Regions from separate parts of the Mus musculus genome. Here region 2 is linked to region 1. A link is a contact called in public HiChIP or PLAC-seq data. All regions are on one chromosome and are shown on one strand. Each heading gives the region's core, a stretch centred on a gene start, on an enhancer-like site or on the middle of the called end of the contact. The rest is flanking DNA. Distances are from core to core; before and after follow the strand shown. Region 1 overlaps Parvb (parvin, beta). Region 2 overlaps Prr5 (proline rich 5 (renal)).

Region 1 (2,816 bases), core at 153-2,652:
GCTAGAGAAAAGGCAACTGGCAAAGGCGTTGCTATGGAGATCAGGCTCTAACCTCCCAGCTCCCAGGAGACTGGTTTCCAGGGAGAGAAAAACCAGCTTATACTTCAGGCAGGACAAGACGCTGGTGGGAAGAGGCTGGGTACCCACCCCTCAACCTGCTGGCCTTAGGGAAGAGTGACCAGAGAGGAGACGCTCCACCTTTGCACAGCACTCGAAGGCCAAGGAGGCTGAGGGAACGGGTTCAAGCAAGACTCAGCCTAGGAGACTCAGCCTGCTCAGGTCTTGGAACCTCCTCACGCCTGACAGTGGTGCAGGGAGGGCTGCTGAGATCATACAGGCTTGGGGTGAGCGGCTGCCTCCAGGATACTTGGAGATCCCTGAACAAAGGAAAAGGCATGGGTGTGCCTACAAGCATAGCACTTGCACCAGTGTTCCGGGTCAAGGGGAGCACACACACAAACCCTGAGGCTCCTGGGAGCAGGGCTGGCTCCAGGTTTGTCAGATGGTTCTAGACATAACGAAGACAACCAGAGGGTAGTAGGGCGGGTGCATGCTGGTTTGTGACTGGGGATCCCTGGTGAGTGACAGTTGAGCCAATGCAGGAGGGAACCCTGGGTAATTTAGCAGGAGGGTGTCTTAGGCCGAGAGTAGTGGAAGTGGGGGTGGAGGGGGGGCAGGGTTAGACCTGGACACTCAGGAGGTGAGAGATCAAGGCCACAGGGGATGTGATGTCTGGAGCATCCTGGACTGTGGACAGGAAACAGACGTGACAAGGGATGCTTTGACCTTCCTCAGCAAAGCTTGTGCTGAAGCCAGAAAGTAGATGCTGGGTGGGAACCAGTGTGACCAGACCCTGGCGGGGCAGTGAGGTCAGAAGTGACCAGAAATCCTGGGATAGCCATCTGCTGCTCCCCCAAGAGGATGCCTGGGAGCCCAGGGGCTCACTGCACCAAAACCAAGGCTGTCAGCCGCGTAACCAGGAGACCTCCTTGCGTCAGCAGAAGTGCGAGGCGGGGGCGGAACTAATTGCCTGTCACTAGCTAATAGCCTGTTTCATCTTACGCCAGAGCCTGCAAGAAGTGAAGTGAGTACAGCCTCAGAGGAGGTTTCTTGTGGCCTCAGATGTCCCCAGCACCGTGACTGAGTTCTGGTGCACCTGGCTCTCCCCTTGGGAGACACACCCTGTGTACCTGACCAGGTGTCCTTCCCAGCTGTCAGGGCTCCCAAGATACCAACCGAGCCCAGGATTGCCTCCCTCTCCCCACGCCCCCAGCCAAGCCAACTCTTTTCAAATCCTCTGAACCTGAAACAGAGCCAACCCAAACTCATAAGTTACCACGCCACACTCTCAGGTCCCCATTCGTCATCCTCCCGCCTCTGCGATCCCCAGGGGTTCAGAGCCTCTAAACTATACATATCTCTAAACTAGCCTGCACCTGGACCCCAAGCAGGGGTCCCACATGACCCATGCTTGCCACCCCACTTCCCCTGGGAACTTTCCCAGCAAGCATAACACCTGTCCATCAGAAGGGCTCAGGGGCTACATGGCCACAGCTTTCTCTCAAACTCAAGACCTTCCTGACTGTCAGAACTGCTGCGTGCTGCATGCTGCATGCTCATCCTTCAGCATGCTGCATGCTCATCCTTCAGCATGCTGCATGCTCATCCTTCAGCCCTTCTTTACAACCTCCAGGTCAGAGAAGGGCATTGGGTTTTGGAGGTGGCACTGGCCCCGCCCCCAAGGATTCCCCAGGGTCAGACATGTATCTGGAAATGAGCTGGGAGCTTCTATCTGGCTTCCATTTTTCCTCAGCCTTCTCCACTTCCTTCTGTTTTAAACTTCTGCCCACATCAGCCTCCCTCCCAGCCCGCGCAGGGAGCCAGAATCACCTCTGAGAATTTAAACAAAGCTGTAGGTTTTTGATCTCTTTGTCTGTCCTCTCTTGCCCAGGGGACAGGGTCAGGTGAGAGAGTAATTACCTTCTTTTCTCCCCTCCCACTCCCTCCCCTGCAGGTAAGCTAGAGATGTTCTCCAGGCTGGCCCCTCTGTCCCTACAAGCTCACTCCTCCTGCCCAAGTTCACAAGATCACACGCATGACCTTGAGAACCGCAGAGCTTTCTGTGTTGGATGGTGCATACCCAGGGATCTCACCTTGTCCCACCCCAAACCAGGGTACTTACCAAACCGGCCCATCATGATCCTGTGAACAAGAAGAAAGGGTCAGATGGACACTTAGACCAAGTCTCAGAGCCAACCAGACCCTAGCACTCAGCCCCCTTCCCCCCACCCCCCAATAGGAATGGATACACATACACACACCCTGCTCTAGCCTAACAAAAGTGAGGGACACGTGCAGGCGACTAATCAGCACAAGAGTGACAGCAAACTACCCTCATTCCCAACACAGTGACCACCCTGGTGTATCATTTAGAGAGGACATCATTTGCATCGTGGGAACTGGGAGCCTGTTGATTCTGGCAGCCACGCCCAGCAGATAGAGCAGCGTTGCTCAACCTGTGGGCTGAGATCCTTTTAGGGGATTAAATGACCGTTTCCCCAGGATCACATATCAGATATCCTGCATCTGACATTTATATTATGATTCATGATAGTAGCAAAATTACAATCTTGAAGTAGCAACGAAAAATAGTTTTATGGTTGGGGGGGTCACTACAACATGAGGAACTGTATTAAAGGGTCTCGGCATTAGTGTGGTTGAGAACCACTGAGATAGAGGGCTAATGTGGAAGGAGTCTGGAACTTCCGGCTTGAAAAGCCATTTGAATGCTTAACGATAAATGAGCATTTGTGAGA
Region 2 (2,816 bases), core at 99-2,598, 390 kb before region 1:
ATCTACTCAGTCACTTCTTCCAGGTCACAACTCCCCTCAGCCCATACGGCCTACATCAACTCAGAGCATGCTTAGTCAGTGTGATCCCTGGACTAACCTTTCTCCACTGCTGGCTGTCCTTGGGAAGACCAGACCAGTTTGTCCTTCTCTTAAACTTGGCTCACAGTGAATACCTGAGAACTTTCCTACCATGCCAGGAAAGCCTCATCCATAGAAACAGATTGACTGGGGGTATGGGGTGCTAAGCATGCCCTGGGAGGTCGAGGACTCCATCAGGGCAGACGGTGGAGGTCCAGACTGGCCAAAGTCAGAGCAGTGCTGGTTGTAAAGGTTCTGTTTGTCCTTCTTCATTATACCTTCTGGAGAGACGCCCTGACCCTACCTCCCTGGCTCCCTGTGGTCTGGGGTGCAATGGTAGTAGTGGCCTGAAACCCCTCCTATCCAAGGCTGGGCTCTCAGGTTGTCAATGGTGTGAATCACACTGGGCGTGAAGGTGTCTACTTAATTACTCTCCCCTCCAGCACTACCCTAGGCCGCCATAGCCAAGCCAGCAGCCCCAAAGCCCCACCCACCACCACCACATAGCCACCTTACCATCTCCTAGGCTAGTCCAGGTTGAGGCTCCTCTCACCCACCCCTTGTGCCCTGCACTGACTCCAGCCTGATGGACAGCCTGAAGGGCGGGCCTGGGTTTATGCTTGCTCTAGCTTCCAGGCCCTGGTGTTCCCCTGAACTGAATGAACAGTGCCCACCTCCTAGGGGCGTTTCAGGGACGGGACACCTGGGTCACACACAACCCGTGGACCACCCATGTAGTCTCTCAGTGTTTTAAAGGCCAACACGTGGTGGGGACAGTCAGACCTCCATTGTAGAAGACACTAGGGCTTAGAGAGGAGGACAAGAGACACACCTACTCAGCAGGACCAGGACTGAAATGAGGCACTGGCTTACAGTCCCCTCATCCCATTAAAAAACAAAAACCAAAAAACGTAAAACAAGGGCTGGAGAGATGGCTCAGCAGTTAAGAGCACTGGCTGCTCTTCCGAAGGTCTTGAGTTCAATTCCCAGCAACCACATGGTGGCTCACAACCATCTGTAATGAGATCTGATGCCCTCTTCTGGTGCGTCTGAAGACAGTTACAGTGTATTCAAACATAAATAAAATAAATCTTAAAAAAAAAAAAACAATTAAAAAAGCAATCCCAAACAAACAAACAAACAAACAACCACCCAACACACACACAAATCAAAACCTGTCAGCTACTTGGAGAGAGGGAGGAGGGGACCAGAGGACCCCATGTGATCTGTCATCCTGAAACACAGAAGTGAAACCCTGCCTTTCTCAGCCACAGCCTCCAGGCCAGTGTGACAAGCCCAGTCAGGACATCTGCAGATGGTCCCCAAGAAACCACAGGAAGTGGAGGGACTTCCGGGTGAGGCCAGGGGAGGGCATCCTCAGGTGTAAAGCCCCATCCCTCTCTGGCCTCTAGCATCTACCAGAAAGTAAGGCTCTCTGTGCAGGCAGGCCAGGTTCTGGCCCTGGAGCACGAATGACCTCATTGGGTAGGCACAGGGAGAAGCAGAAGCCAAGCCCAACAGCAGCTCAGCCGGAGACAGACTGCTACCAGAGGAGGGGCTGCCTGCTCCTGAGAGAAAGGGCAGGTCCCTGAAGGCCAATCTTGGTTCTACTGAGGATGAACAATTTCACCAAGTCTTGAGATTCCTGTAGGGAGGGGTGGGAACACCATCTTTCCTAGATTCCGGCTTGGTCTGGAGTCCCCTAGAGACATCTGAGGACACAGAGATAGCCAGGAATGGGGGTTTGGGGATTGGGGGTTTGGGGTCGGCTTCCTTAATGTACCTGGAAGCTACATGACAGGAAGCCATGTCTGCACCTCAGACTTGCTTCTTAGTACTTAGGGACAAAGGTTGTTCCTTGAGATCAAGTAGGGAAGAAGAGGGGCCTGGGGTGCATATCTCACAACTGCTAAAACCACAAGTCTAACAAAAGCCAAATCTGCTCTGACATGTGTCACTCAGCCACACTGGGCTAAAGCACAGTACAGCATAGCTGTCTCTTAGGGTGGCTCTGGGGGCTCTGTGCTACCTTGTCTAGTTTCCTGAAGCACCTGAGACCCTCGGCTCCAGGTCCTTCCTTGTCTTTAAGAACAGCAAGACAGGACACTAGGTGCCAGCTCCTTCTTTGACTTGTCCCACCCTTCACAGATTCCGTGACAACACAAAGCCACCTAGTCAGGCCAGACCATCACCTCAGCTCAGCAACTGTAATATAACCGCATCTTCAAAGTCTCCTAGCCACATGAAAGCCCGCAACCACAGGCTGAGAACTAGGGCAGGGACACTTTGGGGGTCACTGTTCTGCTAACCCCAAGGGGCTGAATGTACACAGTGCCCACCTCCTGGGGGCCTTTCAGGAATGGGCCTCAGGACACCTGGGCTACACCCAACCCATGGACCACCCACTATCTGTGGTCTCTTCAGTGCTGTAACACCAGTATGTGGTGGGGACGCCAATTATAGAAGAAAACACTAAGGCTTAGAAAGGTCAAGGGTCACGTCTTCTATTCAGCAGGACCAGAACTGAAATGAGGCACTGGCCGACAGTCCTCCTGTCCCCACCCTTCAGGATACACAGGTTAGACCCTGCTCCTTTTGATTCTCCCTAGCTCTGTGGGTTTTCCAAAGTCCAACCAAACAAACTAACAAAAACAAAATCCAAACCAAGCCAAAAACAAACAAACAAACAAACAAAAAAACCTGTCAGCTACCTGGAGTGAGGGAGGGTGGAGGGGTCC

What was found. HiChIP or PLAC-seq counts read pairs in DNA pulled down with a chosen protein or histone mark.
Region 2: an H3K27ac HiChIP or PLAC-seq map of large pre-B cells shows a contact between it and region 1, with 2.4 times the contacts expected there. The contact joins two enhancer-like sites. A contact is called at or near these places in 1 of 15 datasets of contacts at CTCF or cohesin (large pre-B cells), 3 of 115 datasets of contacts at active chromatin or transcription factors (astrocytes, large pre-B cells and pancreatic cancer cells) and 1 of 9 other capture datasets (embryonic stem cells).

The regions. Positions count from the first base shown.
Region 1 is chr15:84,297,352-84,300,167 of GRCm38.p6, reverse strand. Parvb (parvin, beta) reads right to left here. Exons shown (of 13, transcript NM_133167.3): 8 at 2,183-2,202. Among named protein-coding and RNA genes, the nearest start is that of Gm22890, 25 kb to the left of the region's middle. Within about 2 kb of position 1,402, at least 74 of the 459 cell types and tissues checked have an H3K27ac peak or open chromatin away from gene starts, as enhancers often do.
Region 2 is chr15:84,684,238-84,687,053 of GRCm38.p6, reverse strand. All of the region lies in intron 1 of Prr5 (proline rich 5 (renal)), which reads right to left. Among named protein-coding and RNA genes, the nearest start is that of Prr5, 4.6 kb to the right of the region's middle. Within about 2 kb of position 1,348, at least 56 of the 459 cell types and tissues checked have an H3K27ac peak or open chromatin away from gene starts, as enhancers often do.